Linked DNA regions of Anas platyrhynchos: region 2 is linked to region 1. Evidence: chromatin contacts called from public Hi-C data. All regions are on one chromosome and are shown on one strand. Each heading gives the region's core, a stretch centred on a gene start, on an enhancer-like site or on the middle of the called end of the contact. The rest is flanking DNA. Distances are from core to core; before and after follow the strand shown. Region 1 has its middle 19 kb from the start of SLC2A9. Region 2 overlaps SLC2A9 (solute carrier family 2 member 9).

Region 1 (2,574 bases), core at 33-2,532:
TAGGACTATGGAATTTCAGATAAAGAAAGGTTCACTTCTGCAGCACAACTGAGCCAGTCAGCTGCAGTAGACTCCCACAGATGTGAATGGCACCTGTCGGGCAGCACCATGAAGCGTAATACGGCCACCTTGAAAGACCTTTCCTTCATATCAGTCCTTTGTTGGCTCAGCTGGCCAACTCTTGCGCAGTCCAGCTGTGATGTTCTCTGGGCATTCACGGTTGTCAGGGCAGGGTCAGCAACTCTCTCTGGCTCCAGCTGTTTGTACAATTGATTTTGCTACCTTGTTATATACTTCAGATTTTACCTCTACTCTCACCAATTCTCTGTTAACCTAGATATTAATAAATCAAGTTATGCTGACCACAATACTTAAGGAATTGATTTAACTCATTGTTTTGGTAAGTCATAGATGATATGGTCCCCTAATAAATTGACTTATTGGTTCATATTTTGTTTCAGCATCAAAGTGACTATACAAAGCACCACTGTTTTCAGCTTTGAGTTTCTCCTAACTGATCAGCCACCTCACTGACTCCCTTAGCACTGCGCAGCCCTTCCAGTAACCAGTGCCAAAGCTCCAGTGCATCCACCTTCTCCCACCATCTTCCCTGTTTGCTGCTCCCTCTCGCCTGCATTACAAAAGGAAAACTCATCTTCTCTTGGATTCAAATTTGGTCAGGCAACACTTTCTCTGCCCTCATAAGAAATGATTGTTACAGACTTATCATTAAACAAATAAATACTACATATAGTCAAAATTATAAGTACATATTTCTGATATTATTTATGTTTTTAGCTCTTTTTTTTTTTTTTTTTTTTTTTTTTTTTGCCTAGGTTACAGCCTCTAGTAATCTTTGTACTTTTCTATATAGTATGTGACTGAAAGAGACTTCTTTCCTGAGATGGTAATTTGCTGATCTGATACAAAGCACTGACTCTCGGCTCCTTATCAGACTTCTTCCCCATTAGATCAGTGCCCTGCTATATGGTACTTTGCTCACTGATAGTGCTGTGCAAATGAACAGCAGCAGCAGAAAGCTGGGTAGAAGGCACACAAACATAACTGAGATGTGGGCTGTTTGGCCAGAGCTGTGAACTATCCCTGTTACTGTGCATGCTGTAGATTGAAATCACACACGGGAACAGGTAGGTAAGTAATTTCTGAAACAGAAGTAATTTCGAAGTGTCAGTGGGGGATATCGCAATCTGCTGGAAATAGGTGGAAAAGCAGAAGTGGGAGATGTAATTGCCAGTGCTACTCTGCCACCTGGTGCTAGAGCCGTGTCCTGGCAGGTCACAGCATCTGCCCTCCTGGCAGTTCACTCCTTCCTGGGCTAGGGCTGGCACAGGACGAGTGCCTCTCCTCGCAGTGCTGCCAGGATTAAATCTAGTAATTTAGGAAACGTATGCACCCCATTACCAAAGATAACTGTCAAGAAGTTATTTGACCTTTTATGACTTCTAATACAAGCAATTATCATTCTCCTTTGTGTAGAGCAGCTCTGGGGACTAAATAACACCCTATAACATAGGAATTATTACTTGCAAAGATGTAACTACTAGCTAGTCCTTTTTATTTGGCACTTAAGATCATTGTCATTCTTAATGTCTAAATCTAAAAATCATCAAATACATGAATGATCTGATGAGGGGTCTTAACCCCTCCCTTACCCTGATGTTTCCATTTTACATTTTTCTATGATGCAGGTGTTGCTGTGGCTCTAAACTGAGGTATCGCATAATCTGCTGTGCACATCAATTTTTTTTTTTCCTTTTTATTTATTTATTTTTAAACAGCTTGGGATGGGATTCTCCATTAAGGTTATTAGCAAAACTCAGCAGGAAGGGTCTCTTTCCATATCCATATAGATGCTGTCGAGAAATCTGCAGAAATGTCTCTAAGTACCTCTCATCACCTTGTTTGGCTGTAGCAACTTCTCCACGCTACCTCCCCATCCCACACCACTACTCCTGCCTTGTGGGGTTGTGGCCAGGTACAGTTACCATGACCACAGTTTCTGCACTGATAGTGATGCTGAGAACTTTACAGAGCAGCAGCAACCCAGCATTGCCCTGGCAGGTCAGCGTGCTGTGTGCTAGACCTCCAGAGGAAGCATGGTACAGCAGGTAGCAAGTTGCTGCATGGGCCATGCACAGGCTGCAGACTGCATAAAAACAAAAAGCTACAGAAAACACAGGTTGTATATGCCAACCCAAAAATTACTTCTGGCCTATGATCAGAGCCTCTGAATCACAGCACAAATGCCTGTTATTCACCCCTGGCTATGAGTGCTTCAGGGTACTGTTACTCCCAGGAAACCCCTCCCTTCCCATTTTAATGTTATGCAAGTGTTATGGAGCAAAGCAAATCCACAGTCAAGCACTGGGACCTGGCTGACACATCGAGGAGCTCTCAGGTAGTCTGAGCCCCTGACATCTCAGCCTGACTGAGGTTGATAAGCCATGTTTTCAGGGGTTGCTAAATACGGATGACTCATTTGTTCATGTGGAACAGACTCACCGTAAATCATGCAGACCAGGCAATCTGGACTGACAAGCATTTCTGGGTATC
Region 2 (2,574 bases), core at 23-2,522, 38 kb before region 1:
TAATAACAGAAGGTATTATTTACCCTGCAAATAGTGTTGTTAAAACAGATCAATTCCTATGCAAATGAGACCATGCAAGTCAATGCTTCTCATACTATTTGTGTAAAATATCAAATAGTTCCAATATTAATGTGCCATTGCTGGAGTCTGGTATGGTATGACTTCAATACATCACAGAGCATTCCTATGGTACCAAATTATTTAGTTAGAGCTCTCCTCCACCACAGATACTGTAGACACCTCAGCTTCCAGAAACACCTGTTCTCTTAAGTAATGAATTGATACAGTGTTACAAAATTTATAATTTGTCTTTTTTTTTTTTTTTTTTTTTTTTTTTTAACAATATCTGCAGTGTTAGTACTAGAGTGTTTACAAGGTGATGTATTTCTCTATCTGGATTTCAGTATTTCACAGAATTTACAATCTTATCTCCTCTACTGAGTATTTGACAAACACAGGAAAATATTTGTTGACAAATTTCAAAAAATTGTTTTTTATCAGGTTTAAACTATCCCTCCTTCCCTGAGTCAAACCCTAATGTTGCTAAATTTGAGAATTTGCTAACTATCAACTCCAGGCATTACTTACCACTTCTCCAAAGTATTCTTCACTCTCAATGCTTTCTGAAATTCAGTCAGTTCAGAAGCAACTTTTGGATTGCTAGAGCAGTTCTCTTCTCTGAAATAGGAACAGCTGAATTACTGAACTAAGCATTGTGCCAGCTTTAACTTTTTTATACCTTTTCAGAACTAATAAATAATTAACAATAATAATAATAATAAAAAATAAGACACTGGCTGGAATTCATGCAATAAATCTTTTTTTATCCAATAGAAAATGAACTGCCTTGTATGGCTGCAATACTATACAAGAGGTCTTTGTTTCCATTGCCACATGGTGTGAAAAAGCTTTACTTCCCACATTTGAACCAATAGCCATTTGAAATGTAAATGCCTAAGGCTAGAACCTGCATTCATGTACTCTTACTTGTTTACAAATGACCTGATTCAGGAACACCCACAGCATTCCATGTGCATAAATGACATTTAATAGTGATGTGTTGGGCCAGTACTTGTGTGTAAGAATGCGTAGTACTCACTTGTCAGGAGTCACACCTTTACAAGGCTTTGAAACTTTGAGACAAGACATACTGTACGGTAACAAAAAGCACGGTAGCTCATAAAAAGATTTAGCCTGTCTCTTGTTATGACTTTGTGCCATAGAGAGGAACTTCATATCAGTGTTGGTTTAAATACTAAACAAAACATGGGTCAGGACAAGGCTGTAACAGTTCTGACTACCTGTGTTGTCAGTTCCGCATATCACAAAGCTAAGTGGAGATAAGAACAATCTTAGGTATGAGAAAGTGTGCTCCATGTTGCCTTTTCCCTGCATATTGCTTACTCTAAAAAGCCATTGCATGTTAAGTTAGGCTCATCAGCATTTCTTCAAGGACACTGATAGCTAATGTAATTGTATTATCTATATTCTTGCAAGTACTTAACTATCCAAGATGCACTAGGTAGAGAGGCAGCTGTACAGATATCAGTTGGCTGAAATTCCAAATTCTAGATGAGATTTGAAGTAACTTTGTTCAAGTTGGCATTATTGAGCATGTGGTGCTTGGTTTGTCTTTCAGGTTATGACCTGGCAGCTCCTATGGATCATTTTTGACACTGTTGCATAAACGTCAATGAAGGTAAAAAAGGGATTGAGTCCTCAAAAGATATTATCATCAAATTTACTTCAGCTTAACATGGGCATCCTTCTTCAGTTACAAGGAGACTATTATGAAAGCATCGCTTTTGAGGGACAGGAAAGAAGTTCTGTATAACATTCTCTAGCGTGTTTATCTAAAAACATCCTTAAACTTGGCACCCAACATCTTATAATTAAGAGCAGCCCGCTCTGTGCTAGAACTAATCCTTTCAGACTAAACAAAACTACTTCTTTGATCTAAGCTTTCCCTAGTTTTAGATTGGTTTATGAAGTTTGTATCAGCTTGAGCAAGAACACAAAGAAACCATCTCAAGGGCAATTTACATAGTCATGATCAAGAAATAGGACAAACAAATTAAGAATTACTTTGTTAGATACCACACAAAAAAGAATCAAAGATTTTTTTTTTAATTGAAGTTATAAACTGAAGAGAAAAAAGAGAGACAATATTTACAAAAAAGCCTAAGTTGAAAGGTCACTAAGAGAATATTCAGAGAAAAGTCAGTGAAATTTTAATTTCATGTTCAAGAAGAATTTTTTCATTGTTATGAAGTTAGAAACAGAAATGCCAGAATAAATATGATAACCAGAGTTGTAACAACCATAAATAAACTTGATAACCAGTGTTTGTAGCTATATGTGAATGCTTGTTCACACTTGTGAACAATGTGGTTGGTTTCTATGCAAGCAAGCCCCATGCACAAATTCAGTCTCAAATTGGTAAACCAAATTTATGCTCAGATTTCAGTTCTGCAAAAACTTCCTACTCTGGCAAAGCAGTAGAATATAGGTTAGTTTTAAACCCAGTTCTATAGGACAATTAGGCATGTACATTCTTCACTAGCAAAAGAGAAT

What was found. Hi-C and Micro-C count contacts between places; a contact is called where the count stands out from the background.
Region 2: a Hi-C map of F1 follicle shows a contact between it and region 1, with 2.6 times the contacts expected there. The contact joins two enhancer-like sites. A contact is called at or near these places in 4 of 8 Hi-C or Micro-C datasets (F1 follicle, liver, skeletal muscle and 1 more).

The regions. Positions count from the first base shown.
Region 1 is chr4:66,180,754-66,183,327 of IASCAAS_PekinDuck_T2T, reverse strand. No RefSeq gene overlaps it. Among named protein-coding and RNA genes, the nearest start is that of SLC2A9, 19 kb to the left of the region's middle. Within about 2 kb of position 1,282, at least 3 of the 8 cell types and tissues checked have an H3K27ac peak or open chromatin away from gene starts, as enhancers often do. A contact at or near this core is called in F1 follicle, where this site is marked.
Region 2 is chr4:66,218,354-66,220,927 of IASCAAS_PekinDuck_T2T, reverse strand. It overlaps SLC2A9 (solute carrier family 2 member 9), which reads right to left. Exons shown (of 16, transcript XM_027457389.3): 4 at 589-678. Among named protein-coding and RNA genes, the nearest start is that of SLC2A9, 19 kb to the right of the region's middle. Within about 2 kb of position 1,272, at least 4 of the 8 cell types and tissues checked have an H3K27ac peak or open chromatin away from gene starts, as enhancers often do. A contact at or near this core is called in F1 follicle, where this site is marked.